2 separate regions of the Pan troglodytes genome follow, and region 1 is linked to region 2. A link is a contact called in public Hi-C data. All regions are on one chromosome and are shown on one strand. Each heading gives the region's core, a stretch centred on a gene start, on an enhancer-like site or on the middle of the called end of the contact. The rest is flanking DNA. Distances are from core to core; before and after follow the strand shown.

Evidence for each region. Hi-C and Micro-C count contacts between places; a contact is called where the count stands out from the background.
Region 1: a Hi-C map of induced pluripotent stem cells shows a contact between it and region 2, with 1.9 times the contacts expected there. The contact joins the enhancer-like site here to the promoter of CCL1 in region 2. A contact is called at or near these places in 1 of 7 Hi-C or Micro-C datasets (induced pluripotent stem cells) and 1 of 1 other capture datasets (stem cell-derived neural stem cells).

The regions. Positions count from the first base shown.
Region 1 is chr19:33,670,723-33,677,857 of NHGRI_mPanTro3-v2.0_pri, forward strand. All of the region lies in intron 1 of ASIC2 (acid sensing ion channel subunit 2), which reads left to right. Among named protein-coding and RNA genes, the nearest start is that of ASIC2, 230 kb to the left of the region's middle. Within about 2 kb of position 5,474, at least 5 of the 24 cell types and tissues checked have an H3K27ac peak or open chromatin away from gene starts, as enhancers often do. A contact at or near this core is called in induced pluripotent stem cells, where this site is marked.
Region 2 is chr19:33,243,153-33,250,925 of NHGRI_mPanTro3-v2.0_pri, forward strand. It overlaps CCL1 (C-C motif chemokine ligand 1), which reads left to right and starts at 2,216. Exons shown (of 3, transcript XM_003315525.5): 1 at 2,216-2,496; 2 at 3,695-3,806; 3 at 4,930-7,103. The coding sequence starts at 2,421. The coding sequence ends at 5,032. CCL13 (C-C motif chemokine ligand 13) reads right to left here. Exons shown (of 3, transcript XM_016932006.3): 3 at 7,072-7,653. The coding sequence ends at 7,548.

The DNA of each region.
Region 1 (7,135 bases), core at 4,224-6,723, 430 kb after region 2:
GCAAGTGTGTTGGAGATAGGCTAAGGTGGAAAGAAAGCATGAGATGATGATTTTGAAATTTCTTGATTAAGATGACAAATGGGTTTCACTAGAAGCATCTGTGGGACTTACAGACTGAACTCCCCGGTAGGCAATGGGAAATTGGCAGCATTGGCCTTGCCTCCTCCAGGGTGTCCTCCTTGCATCCCACGGGGTGTGTCAGGTCCTCCTCGGTGCCCACGGCCTGTGCCCTTGAGAGTTGCCTTCATTCCAGCCTGGATCCTGCTGGGTTTTAATGCCTTGTGGACTTGTCAGCCTTTCCACAAAGACTATGAACTCCCCGAGACCAGAGGCTGTATCTTCTTCATTATTCTATTCTCAAGGTGTGGCATCATACCTGGCACACACAAGTGCTTGAATCAATATTGCTAAAGTAACAAGAAAATGCAGGTTTGAGTTTGGAAGTCAGAAGAGAAGTCGGGCTGGCCGTTTCAAACTGGCATTACTCTGGGTGAGCAAGGAGAAGGCTGTGGCCTCAGAGAATCAGCCCCCGAATTGCTAAGCTATAATACTTGATTTCCAAATTGTCCCCTTGCAGGTGAGATCACAGGGCAGGCCTGTCGAGAATGTGCTTCCTGGGAAGTTCAGCTTCTCAGCCACCATGACCTTCTGTCTCAGAAGGGCTGATCTAGGGAGCAGGAATTAGTCTGTTCAATGTGCCCCCAGAAGTCCAAAACTAGAACAAGTGTCTGAAAAACATCAACTACAAGAAAGTCGCTGCTGACCCGAAAGAATCAAATACGTTCTGTTGATTAAAGTGAACAGAAAAACTAACAGCTCGGCTGCCTTGGAAGGAGTGAGCTCCTGATCTTGGGATGTGCCCAAGGGGCAGGCATGAAAATCTCCTGCAGCTCTGAGGCTCTAAGGCCTGTTTCGTGCATCTGGAAGGACCTTGATTATTGATAGCCTGTCTAGGTTGACCCCACGTGCCTCCTCAAAGGATTCTGTGATGCCGGAGTATGAACGAGTGAGACCTCACACCTGCTCTTTCCTTTTAATCCTGACATCTGTTTCCTACAGGAAATGTCCAGAGCAAGTCAGAGTGGCCTTTTTCTCTTGGTTTTATTTTCTTCCCTGCTAAGTTGGTCCTCATCCCCTGGATTAGGGCACATTCCCAGTGCATGAGGTCCTAGAAGAGGTGACTTCCCAGGTCACCCAGCCACTGTCCCTCACAGCTCGGTGCAGTCGCTGAAATCAATTCCTGCTCTGTCCCGTATTCACCTCTTTCCAAGCCTGAGCTTATTCATTTGAAAAATGGCTGGATCTCATTGGCCTTGCAGCATTGATGTTTGTGTTCATTGAACAAGCATTCTCTGAGTATCCAGTATGTGCCAGGCACTGTGGTGAACAAAAGAGACAGAGGCTCCCTGTCTGGAGGAAACAGAAAGTAAACATGCAATTCAATGTCAGGGAGTAATAAGAATTTTAAAGAAAAACAAAGCAGGGTGAAGGGATAGTGATTGGTTCTGACTGGGATTGAGGAAGTGAATCAGGGATGGCTTCTTTGAGGAGGTGACTTTCTAAGCATGCAACTGTCCAGGGGAGAGTGTTTTAGGCAGAAGTAACAGCATGTGCAAAGGCCCTGTGATGGGCATGGCTGGCTATGCTGAAAAGCAAGGTCAGGTTGACTGGAGCTCCAGGAGACATACGAGGGTGGGACATACGACATGGACCAGCCTGTGCAAGGCCTCCAGGGCCTTAGAGACCTCAGAGGTCTTGAGGAAGGAATCAGAAGGAATCAAAATTTAGAAAGTTTTGAGCAGAGAAGTGGCAGAATCTTTGCCTTCTTGATCTTTCTCATTCCTGCTCTTCACCCAGAGTCTCAGCTGTAAATCTCTAAACCTCTGCAGTCTAAAATGCTTCTAGGACAGCATTGCCCAATAGAAATTTAATGCAAGCCACAAAGGCACTTTTAAAGTTTGCAGTGACCATATTTTAAAAATAAAACAGGGGAAATTAATTTATCATAATATATATATATATTTTTTTTTTTTTTTTGAGACAGAGTTTCGCTTTTGTTGCCCAGGCTGGAGTGCAATGGCATGATCTTGGCTCACTGCAACCTCCGCCTCCTGGGTTCAAGCAATTCTCCTGCCTCAGCTTCCCAAATAGGTGAGATTACAGGCATGTGCCACCATGCTCGGCTAATTTTGTATTTTTAGCACAGACAGGGTTTCTCCATGTTGGTCAGGGTGGTCTCGAACTCCCAACTTCAGGTGACCTCAAGTGACCCGCCAGCCTCAGCCTCCCCAAGTGCTGGGATTACAGGCATGAGCCACCATGCCTGGCTTTTATACTATATTTTATTTAGCCTCATATATCCAAAGTATTATCATTTCCACATGCAATCAATATAAACAATATTCATGACATATTTTACCTTTTGCCACACTGTCTTCAAAATCTGATGGTACTGTACACTTATAGCATATCTCAGTTTAGACCAGCCATGTTTCAGGAGTTCAAAGCCACATGTGGCCAGTGGATACTGCATTGAACAGAGAGCTCCTGCAGCCTGGGGTGGGGAAGACACCAGGTTCCTCTGCAGGAGCACCTGGTGAAGGGAGAGAGAGGGAGAAAGAGCCCATTCCAGATCACCCTGGGAAGGTGGCGTTGGAATTGACCCTGCCTATTCTGGGGAACCTACCTGCCTGGCTCAGCTCCCTCTTGGGAAGCAGAGAGGATATAAATTGAGCCCAGAAGTAGAGAGGATATAAATTGAGCCCGACAGACCCAGCATGGCTCTCATCTAATCGGTTCTAAGACTTGAATAAAGAGCCTTTTTAAAGGTCTACTGGAATCAGCGCCAACATTACTTTCTTAAAGGAAATGTTGAGAACGGCCGAACAGCGCTCCTTCCCCATGCAGTTTTGAGTAGATCCGCTCCACCACCTCCTGCTCTGAAACTGATGGAGCCTGGCCCATGTTCAGAAGGCCCTTCTAGCTCATAAAGAGGGATTCAGCAAAGCAGTCCTTTTCCCAGACTGCACCTTCAGGCTAGCTGGTGGCTTAGAGGAACCTGAGAACACTCCCAGTTGACAACACACAGAACAAGGGCTTGATAAGCTGCTGTCAGCTGCCTGGGAGAGCTTAAGGGGTGGAGAAGCGCTGTGCTTTGCTAAAGCAGGGATACCAGCCCTCCTTTGTATCAAGCTAGAGGTAAGGGAGGAGACCACCCCTCATATTGTCTTATGACCAATTTCTGCCTCAAAGAAAAAGTAGGAGTTAAAGAAAAGACAGAAGTGAAATCAGTAGTCAGACAGCCCGGCGCTGCATTCCAGGCCTGGTAGTTAAAAATCAACCCCTGACTTAACTGCTTGTGTTATCTATAGATTCCAGACATTGTATGGAAAAGCATCGTGAAAATCCCTGGCCTGTTCTGCTCTGTTCTGATTACCGGTGCATGCAGCCCCCTGTCACGTACCCCCTGGTTGCTCAATCGATCACGACCCTCTCACACGGACCCCCTTAGAGTTGTAAGCCCTTAAAAGGGACAGGAATTGCTCACTCGGGGAGCTCGGTTTTTGGAGACGTGAGTCCGCCGATGCTCTCAGCTGAATAAAGCCCTTTCCTTCCACAACTCGGTTTCTGAGGGGTTCTTTTCTGCGGCTCATCCTGCTACATAGGAAGAGATGCAAAGTAAAACTGCATCAGTCCCAGCTGCTAGAGAGGCTGAGGCAGGAGAATGGCATGAACCTGGGAGGCGGAGCTTGCAGTGAGCCGAGATCGTGCCACTGCACTCCAGCCTGGGCAGCAGAGAGAGACTCCGTCTAAAATAAACAAACAAACAAACAAACAAATAAATAAATAAATAAATCTGCACTAGGCAGCCAAAGAAACAAGGGAGTTGTAAAATCTGGGCCCCGGCTCTCCCCTGGCATCCCCTCCACCACCTGTGGGTCTGCTCCATTTTCCTGCTGGCACCAGCTGACTCCCTGGACTCACACATGGCTCCTGTACCCCCAGAACTCTGGCCCACTGGGGCCACTGCCAAGCTCACCTCGACACACCCCTGCAGTGCAGGAGCTTCATCCCTCAGGGTAGAGAGAGAAGGAACTGTTATAGTGGTACTTCTCAGCACTTTTACCTGGCTTCCTACAGGGAAATGATACTTTTGTTTGAAGCAAACTTTATTGTGTTGCTCACAGCATGAGGCATATTCACAGACAGCGATGGTGGGATGGTGGGCCCAGGCTCTGGTCTCCAGCCCTTATTCTACTACCTGAAGCACGATGGGGACTAACATCTCAGCCACTGAGATCCTGGATAGAAAATCTTAAAACAAACTGAACCAGGGTTGTGAAAGGGTGGCACAATATGGAATAAGAACAAGCTACAGGTGAATTTCTAGAATTCTGTCCAGAAAGCTTGACATAGGCAGTGACATTCTTCTTACATATATACGGCCTTTGAGGCCCAAATGAAACACAAAAGGAGCCAGGTCAGACAATTTCTTTCCAGTAATTCCTGAAATACAACAAAGGCAGGGGAAACCCATAAGTGATAGAATCCAGTTTTCCCTGCTTTGCGGATAAAGACAGATTACTGATGTTTGCAGCCTCGGTTACCTAACAGACTTTCAGACTTCTATTACTATTACTTGCTGCAAACTTCTATTATCACAAGTTTTCTTTTACTAACCTGAACAATTGTAGAAGACTAAAGCAAAAAGTTGGTCCTGTACAGCACCCATCGACAGTGAGGCCTGCTGTGCTGGTTTGAGAGTCTTATAGCCATGACGCCCACCACCAGTTAGCAAAGTGGAGACCAAGAAGTAGCTTGTTATGAGCCAAGGATTCTCTGTGACTGTGTTCACAAGCAACCACACCTTTTCAATTCTGATATTGTGAAGCCTTTTATCGTATATTTTCTACTTCCCAAGCTTTGTAATAATACAGGCACTAGATGGCACCCCCTGAAGCTTAGGCTATTTTGGCTAAGGTGAAGGAAATGCTTTGCACGGCAGGCAGTAAACCTAGAGATGGATTCACAATGAATTAATAGGAGACAGGAAGGCCAGGGTCAGGGCACCTCCTCCTTGGACAAGACTGGCAGGACAAAGGGCACTTCCTGTCCTCCTGAGGCTGCTGTCAGAAGAGAATACTGGGCTGACCCTGCAGCGGGATCTTCTGCTCAGAGCCCACGAGATTTGTTGTTGCATTTGCGTAAGTGGGGATCTCAGCAGGGAAGCCTCTATACTCTGAAATGCTTCCGAGCCCCAGAAGGTGATGAATGCAAATGCAATCCAGGGCTACTTGGTGAACGTTGAATTAACTGTAGAAAATTACCTAAATGAGGTTGGTGAGTGAAATGTAAATGAGCCCAGGCTCCGCAGGAGCTAAGGAAAGGATCACAGTGGGAGACACAGTCAAGTAGGAGGTTGGGAACTTGGGAGTGAGCACTAACCAAATGTAGAAAGCCATGTAAACAGCTCGGTCGGGGGCAGTGGCTGGGAGGGCGGGGCAAGGCAAAGGGGCTGGCGAGCTAACCGGGGAACAGAGCTAATGAGGGAACAAAACAGTGGAATGGTGAGCTGAGCCAGTCTCCTGCAGATTCTGACCATCCAATGGGGGGTCTGAGGGGAGGCAGAGATTCACTTACTGAGGCAGTTTAGGCCCCAGCAACTCAAATAGCGTTCTTGTGCACCCTCGTTAAGGCAGTGCTATCTGGTTTGAGTAAAAGCATGAGAGTGGGTGGGTCATGATAAAGATGCCAAGAAAGAAGAAGGAAAATGTCATGAGAATCCAAGAACGAGCGCCTCCCTACATGCAGACCTCCCAGAAACGGGCCAGGAGCAGGAAAGGCTGATGTTTGCAGCCTCGGTTACCTAACAGACTTTCAGGCTTCTACTACTATTACTTGCTGCAAACTTCTATTTTGCCTGGTTGGTCCCTCAGAGTCTCATCTCTCCCCTGACATCCCCTCCTCCATCTGTGGATCTGCTCCATTTTCCTGCTGGCACCCGCTGACTCCCTGGACTCACACATGGCTCCTGCACCCCGAGAACTCTGGTCCATTGTGGCCATTGCCCAGCTCACCCCCATGTACCCCTGAAGTGCAGAAGCTCCACCCCTCCGGAGCCCTGACACTACATTTCCAAGAGAGGGGTCTGACAGGCACAGTTCATCTTTTGAGGTGAAGCTCAGAGCCCTTGCTTCCTGTCCAGTCTATGGTTTGGCTGCACTTGGGCCAGCTGTTGACCCTAGTCCAACCAAAGAGTGGGTCATATCATAAAGAGCATAGGTGTAGAGGATATGGGAGGAGGCATGGGTCACCTTAGAGCAGTGATTCTCCACAAAGGGTGGGAACCACAACAGAGCTGCACAGTTCTGGTCAGCTTTTACCACCCACCCCTGAAGTGCCCCTGCCCCCCACGCTGCAGAGTCCCTGCCGTACCAGGACACTGTGCTGGTGGGAAGAGGCACAACTGTCCAGCACATTGAGTTAGAACACCAGGAGAGCACCTTTGAAAGATCGCCAATGGGCAGCAGGGTGGCATCTCTGAAATAACATGGGTTTCCATGAACCAGAGCAGGTAGTTCTGTCTCAGAAATGCAATAATTGTGGTTTTTTTCCAGTTGGCAGGGGGAAAAAAACGAAAAAGCTAAGACAGAAAAGCCTCCCAGTTAAGCTTTTCTCCCATATGTTTTTCTTAAACCTTTGGTGCCTCCTACTGTTTGCCTGCTGTCACTCACTAGAGGATGACAAATGAGCACACAATTAGCAAAATTAGCGGACAAATATTATCAAACAGCTGATACCTCTTGCCTAGATTTGAGATGTTGTTTGTGTGTGAGTCAACCCATGTGTTAACGGCTGTAATTTGATATGGCTTATGCATAACATAGTCATATCTAACTGATGACATTGCTTCTGATTCTCAGGGGTAGGCAGGGGAGGGCAGGAACTGTGGAATAAAAGCAGCGAAACTGATTTGACTTTCTGGGTTTGATTCACTGCTTCCCAACTTGCTGAATGACACTGGGCAAGTGAACTAACCTCCCTGAGCCTCAATTTGCTCATTTATGAAATGACAACAAATAATAGTGTCTTAATTCTTTTGGGCTGCTCTAACAAATACCATAGATTGGGTAAT
Region 2 (7,773 bases), core at 966-3,465:
CAGTTGAAAGGATAAATGGTACTTGGTTGGGCTGAGCAGAGGAAGTTAGTTGTGGACTGTGCAAAAAGTGTGTTCTCAGAGGCAGCTGCACATGAAGGTCAAAAGACCAGGGCTCAAGTTCCATTGTCCCTGAGGTCAACATGACCTTGGATAAGTTACTTTCCTCTCATTTCATCATAATATGAAGTGATTATACGAGATATGTGATTCTTATCTTCTGGTGTCTGAGAAAATTACCTGAAAATTTTTTCTTTCCAACATGTACATGCACATGTGTTTTGATTCTCATTCTGAAATGGGACTAAGATATTCAGATTTTTACAAAAGCTCTCCCAAAAAGCTTCAAGAGCCACTGTTGTAGATAGTCTGGAAGAGCCCTTTCAACTTGGACATTTCCATGTTTGGAGTGTGGGCTAAAGGAAAGTGTTGCAGGAATTGTATGGCGATCCAGGCATGAGGGTTCTCACAAGAGGCTGAGATCCTATCTGCTAGATATGGCAGAAGTGCCTTTGTGGAGACAATGACATTTGCAATGGGTAGGATGTTCAGAGAGTGAGACAGAGAGGTGGGCTCTGCAGGTGGAGGTTACAGCAGGAGCAAAATCCCGGAGATAGTACAGCAAGTGGCAGTTACTTGCAATCAAGAATTGCAATTACCCGAATGTGCTGGCATCCACTGAGGCATGACATGAAGAACCACAAATGTCCAGGTGAGTAGCTCGGTGCTCCATCCAATTGATGGTGTGGAGCCACTGCAGGTTTTTGAGCTAAAGACTGCACAATCAGAGTAGATCAGTCTAGCCATCACTCTATATAATGCACACAGGCTTCATGATTTCAATGCCTAGATTCGGCTCAGCTACTTTTTCTTGAGCACCTACTATGCAGTACTCTTTATTCCAAGTACTGCATACATCTTTATGACCCAGTCTTCTCTGTAGCTGTACAGCCACATCTCTCTGCAACCACTCTCTCACTCCTGTCACTCTCCTTGGACCCTACACTTCTGCTTTTCCTGATGATTTGAAATGAAGTGTGCTCCCTTATGCCTTGTTGTCCTCATAGAAGACCCTGCCTCTACTTAGCTTTCCCCTCTCCACATCAGCACACAGGAGATATTGCTTAAAGAACATTCTCCTGGCTGGGGTAGTGGCTCACACTGGTAATCCCAGCGCTTTGGGAGGCCGAGGCAGGATTGCTTGAACCTAGGAGTTCAAGACCAGCCTGGGGAACACAGTGAGACTCCATCTCTATGCAAATAAAAAATAAAAAAATTATCTGGGCCAGGTAGTGCACACCTATAGTTCCACCCACTTGTGAGGCTGAGGTGGGAGGATCGCTTGAGCCCAGGAGTTTGAGGCTGCAGTGAGTTTGCACCACTGCACTCCAGCCTGGGCAACAGAATGAGACCCTAGAAAAAAAAAAAAACAAAAAGGAAAAATTCCCTGGCTGAGGCTGGAGGATTGCTTGAGCCCAGGAGTTTGAGGCTGCAGTGAGTTTGTGCCACTGCACTCCAGCCTGGGTGACAGAGTGAGACTCTAGAAAAAAAAAAACAAAAAGGGAAAATTCCCCTGGCAGGACTCTCAGATGCTGCTGAGTAGCTCTCAGTCCTCTCTGTAACCCCAATATAACACATCTATCTCCGTGCTTACACTGGGTGGCTTTCACTTGTTTATCTGTGAATTGAAGAGAAGTGGCTTGAGGTCAGGCAGTGCTCCTCATTGGTAACTGCCTTCCCTGGGGCTAACCAAGGACCTAGAACAGAATAAGCTATTGAAAAGTGTTGAGGATTGAAAAAAATAGAAAAAATAGAAATGGCAAATATCTAGGCCAGTCACTGGACATAGAGAATGTTATTTAATTCTTATCGCACATCCTTGAGACATGTATTGCTATTTGCATTTTGTGTGAATATTCATTTGGGTAAGTTTATGTAATCCCTCCTCTGCAGAACTGGGATTCAAATGCAGGTGTATCTCTGTTCAGGTCCAGACTCTTCTGCCCTGAAGCAGTAGTACTTGGATGGAATGACGTAGGGTTGGACAAGCCACACACAGGCCACTTCCTCTCACTCACTTTTCTTTGCTTCCCACTCAACCAGGACAGTTCCCACGCACTTTTTCAAGATTCTTATCTGCTCCCACACTTGGGGAAGTTCCCAATGCAACCTATCAATCCATCACCACCACGAATACCACCCAGGAGAGGTGGGGAAAGGAGTTTACCACATGGTCACTGGGTGTGAGCAACTGTTCCCTGTCCCTATGGCTTCCCACTTGTGGCTCCCACCATGGCCTGGAGTTTTGGGTGGAGTTTTTCAAATAAAAGCCCTCAGCATTGCAGGACGGCACAGTGGTGAGCTCTTAGCTTCACCAGGCTCATCAAAGCTGCTCCAGGAAGGCCCAAGCCAGACCAGAAGACATGCAGATCATCACCACAGCCCTGGTGTGCTTGCTGCTAGCTGGGATGTGGCCAGAAGATGTGGACAGCAAGAGCAGTGAGTGTGGCAGGCATCATTTTGCTTCTCTCTGGGGAGGGCAGAAACATGGTCAGCCACTCTGGGGTTGGAGCAGGCTTCTCTTTGAACTCACCAACTCTATCTCCCCTCTTCCTACCTAAAGAGGAGGAGTAGTGAACTTGGACAGGCTGGGGGTGAGGGCTAGTAGGAGAACCATGAGTTGGGGCAAACACAGAGAACTGAACTGACAGCTGCAGTACAAGGAGGCTCTGCTTCATCCAGACCCAAAGAAGGGAACCTGTGAGGTTACTCGGGTAAAGCTGGGAGGCCCGAGGCCCAAGGCCCAGAGGAGAGCCTGGGTGTAGCTTCTACAGTGTGACAGACACCAAGTAGAGTCAGAAGCCAAGACCAGGCTCTAACAATTGGTCACTCTTGGGCAAGTCACTTTAGCTCTCAAACTCTACTTTCTCTATCAGTGAAATGGAGTTGATGATGTCTGCCCTCCAAGACTGTTTGGAGAATACCAACCTAGTAAGAGGCATGAAAGGGGGTGCAAACAGAAAAACTAGGAGAAAGAAGCTGGGATTGGAATGCAGGTCTCTTGTGGGATGTGGTGTGGGAGGAGAATGCACAAATGGACAGAGTGGGGGTTGGGAGCTGGGAAAGAGCTAAGGACCAGGGCAGGAGGGGATTCAAGAGACTGAGTAGGGCAGCTAGCTAGTTCCTGGGAGCTCTTCCCTTGTCATCTCATCAGTTTGGACTCCTCGAACAATTCCTAATCTTCCCCAGATCAGGTCTGTGAACTGTGGACCACTGTGTCCTGCATCAGACTAACCAGGTCCCCAGGGTGTGGGGTCCAGAGCCCTTGGACATGAATACTGGGGCAGAACCATGCACATGTGGTGAAATACCAAAACTGGATGAGCCTTTAGAAACCAGGCTCCAAAAAGTTTTATTTTACAGATGGGAAGTCTGGGGCCAGGGTGAAGGCACATCTTCCTCAGGGCCACTCAGCTGGGGTGCGGGGAGCTCAGATCTGAACCCCAATCTTCTGACTCTTTACCTAGCCCCAGAACAAGGTGGCTGATGAGACAGAGCTATGCCGGCACCGTCTGGATGTGGTCCCCAAGCCAGGGCTTGTCCTGGGAGGCTTTTTTTGTTTTTGTTTTTTAAAAATTGTGCTACAGGTGAGAGGTTGAGAAATGGATGCAAACCATCATTTGTGTTTCTCTTCTAGTGCAGGTACCCTTCTCCAGATGTTGCTTCTCATTTGCGGAGCAAGAGATTTCCCTGAGGGCAATCCTGTGTTACAGAAATACCAGCTCCATCTGCTCCAATGAGGGCTTAATGTAAGTGATCACCTGCTCAATCTCTCCCTAGAGAACAGAACCCCGCCAGCCTGGAATTACAAGAGTAGACACTAGATGACAGTATTTTACCGGAATAAGGTTTCTAAACCCAGAGCTGCCAGCACCTGGGTGCAAGCCACACTTGGGCGCTAGAGGGAGCGCTGAGCTTCCTAGCAGGTGTGAGGAAGGATGCATCTGTGCTCCTGCAGTGACTTGTGTTTCCTGAAACTCCAAGGTGCCAAGTATTGTATCCCAGCATTATGAGCTCAGAGGCTTAACAAAAGCATGAGGGGTTATTGTGCACTGGAAAGAGGAAGGGAACCAGGATTAGTTCCTGCCTCTGGATTTGGAACCCATAGTCTTGGGTGACCGTGGACAGGTAACTCCTTTGTACTGAATTATCTGTGTATCCTTCTGTATTCCTTATCTGTGAAGGGTCATAAACATAGCTGCATCACAGGGTCTTTACAAACTTAATTGGAGTAGCTTTCACATACCAGTCAGTATTTTAAGGCTTTTTCATGCATATTCTCTCTGTCGATCCTCTTGGGGCACATATTTTTGTTATCATGAAAAGTGAGGTTCAGGAAGGTAGAGATATTTGTCTAAGATCAACCAGAGAGTAAGAGATAGAGTTGGTCTATAGATTGGACAATAGTCCAGTTTAGGAAGTAGACAGATCAGAAGAGAAAAATACACACCCACACACACAAGGCGCGTGCGCGCACACACACACACACAAACACATGAGTCCAACGCAACAAGTAAGGCCCCAGATGGACACAGAAACATTAAAGTTGGTGCAGAGAGCTATTCCAGGATGGGAATTTCTCATCCCACCTAATCGTCAGAATGTTTTCAGGCTCTTCAGCCCCACCCTGATACACCAAACTGAAACCAGGAGAGGGGTCCAGGAAGTTCAATTCATAAGCTCCTGGTGCTTTGGCTGTTCCCCAGCGTGCAAACCACACATCCTGTGCAGCAACTTCATTTACAGAGGGGAGCCCAAGGCCCAGCAAGAGCAGTTTAGGGGACCTGGCAGCCGGAGGAGGTGGGGCTTGTGCTTTGCCCACCCGGTAGTGGCTTGGGTGGCTCAGCCTTCTCTCTTATTCTCTGTTCACAGATTCAAGCTGAAGAGAGGCAAAGAGGCCTGCGCCTTGGACACAGTTGGATGGGTTCAGAGGCACAGAAAAATGCTGAGGCACTGCCCGTCAAAAATAAAATGAGCAGATTTCTTTCCATTGTGGGCTCTGGAAACCACGTGGCTTCACCTGTCCCCCAAACTACCAGCCCTACACCATTCCTTCTGCCCTGCTTTTGCTAGGTCACAGAGGATCTGCTTGGTCTTGATAAGCTATGTTGTTGCACTTTAAACATTTAAATTATACAATCATCAACCCCCAACCCTCTGGGTCTCTTGGATTTCAGAGTGAAAACTTGATTGGCATTGAGAGGTGGGAGCCAGGGGCTGAAGGATGGGTCAGGAGGAGGGAGATGTGTTGCACCTGGTGCCAGGGGAACTGGGCTAATAAGTGACTCACTAGCTCTCAGTGACTGCCTTTGTCCTGGGGTGTAAGCTTTGAGTCGGGGTGGTGGTGCAGATTCTCTGCCTCCAGATTTGGCTGCCAGGAGTGGTACAGTGGAACAGAAAGCTGGGGTTCACAGCTGGGTCCACATTTGGGTGCAGGACTCTTCTTCTCCCTGCCCTGCCCAGAGGGCTTGGGGGGGGTGATGTTATCACCAAATCACAACTGCCCTAGCTGGAGGGGATCATGTGAGGTTGTCTGCCTGTAAAATGTTGCTAAACCCATTTTATAGATGAGGTGACTGAGGGCTAAAGAGAGATGCAGCAATTCAGGGGCAGATCTGGCATTAGAGCCTAGAGCTGTTGCCTCCTAGGACAACTCCTCCAGGTGTCCCACATTGCCAAGTGTACTGCCTGATGCAGTGTGGTACCAGATCTGGGGGACAGGCCCTGCTGTTGTCAGCAGTGCCCATCTCTTCTTGAGGAAGATCTCAGTGGGTGTCCAGGCATGGGTAGGTTCTGGGTCTGATTGAGATGCCCACCCAGCTTATCTGGAGGAGTGAGGCTGTCTTGGGAAGAGCAGGATAAACCCTCGGTGGACATATAGGAAGAGCAGGGCCAACGCTTTAAAAGGGACAATCACAAGCTTCAATTTGTACAACGTGTGATTCAAGGAAGAATAGCCAAGGAAGGAAGTGTTTCTAGGTCTTGGGGTTGGCACACCTTTAAAGATCACTTTTAGAGGGCAAAGGTCTCATGCTGTGTTTCCCTCATTCCCCATTCAACACGTCACACATCTGGCCCAGTCTTCTTAATCTGCCTCCTCCCCTCCACCCCCATGACTTCCCTTCTTTAGCCCTTATGACTGCCCCCTGTCACACATCTGGCCCAGTCTTCTTAATCTGCCTCCTCTTCTCCACCCCCATGACTGCTTTTCTTCAGCCCCTATTTTCTCTTGCTTGGACTATTGCAGTAGGCTGTTTTCCGCCCTCCCTTCTCAACTCCACCTTATCCACAGCCAATAGCTAGTCTTCCTGGCATCCATTCTTCCCTCTGGATGACTCAAAAACCTTCACACCTTCCTCCTGCCTTCAGAACTGAGTCTAAACTCCCCACCCTGATATTCTAATTCCTCTAGAACCTGCCCTCAACTTTCCTTTCTACATGTCTCCAACTTTTACATTCTGGAACCCCATATCTGACCGTTTGGGGATATTCCCCCCAGGCACTCTCCCCACATTGCTATCTTGGACCTCCCCTAAAAGAATCTTTGCTATGGCCACACTTCCCCATCCTCTAAAGTCCATTCGGCCCAAGCCCCCTCTTCCCTACCAATCCTGAGGCTCACTAGGACTTGGTCATCTGGTTTCCCTCTGAGTGTCAGGTGCACATGAAGTCTGAATCACTTGCTGCTTGGAGTGGGGAGGCATAGATTGGGGTGGGAGACTAGAGGGGGAGGGATGGGTTTACTTTTGGCAGGAGTGTGGTTTTAAAGAAAGAAATGAACTGAATATGAAACGGATGAGTTGCGAGCCAGGAGCGCCCATGCTGGGGACTGGAGCCATTGTTCCAGAACAGCCTGGGCTGGTGAGGCAGGCCCTCCTTGAAACTCAGATGAGCCAGGCTAGCCCCATGGCCAGGGCCTCTGTACATCCGCCTTCCACTGGCATGCCATCCACCCACACCTCTGAGAGCCCCTACTGGTTGGCAGTTACTCCTGAAGAAAACACCACTGTGTAAGAGATTTTAAATAAAATGTATTTTCTGCAAAATGTCAGCAGTCCTACTATTGCATTCATCTTTCCACAATAACATATTTAGCAACACCTCACATTCACAAAGAGCTCTCCTTCCTACATTGCAGCATCCCTTCATGTCCATGACTCCCACAGGCATGCTCTCAACCCCTGGGAACCGAAGACAAACCCACTGCCAGCCGCTCACAGTGGAAGGGAAGGGGGCTTAGAGACAGCAACCTACTTGCTCAAGGCCTTGCTTTAGAAAAGATCAGCAATACTCAAATAAACTCCAAACCAGCAACAAGTCAAATAATAGCCAATATTACTTAACACATAGTACATTTTGAATCACAAAACAGAATGCATCCTATCTGAAAATTATGGTAGAAGTATTCCAAAGCATAGAAGAGGAGGCCAGAGGAGAATGGAAAAGTCATTTCACGTACTCCAGCTTGATTTCAGTAGGGGTAGCAGAGTTCAAGTCTTCAGGGTGTGAGCTTTCCGGCCCAGGTGTTTCATATAATTCTGGACCCACTTCTCCTTTGGGTCAGCACAGATCTCCTTGCCCAGTTTGGTTCTGAAGCTGTGGAGGAAGGAGATCTGGCACAGTTAGATGGAACCCTTTGAGGGTTTACCCAGGAGATGACAAACTGGGTTCTAAACCTGCCTGGTCCACCTACTACAGGTGAAGGGGCACCCCTCC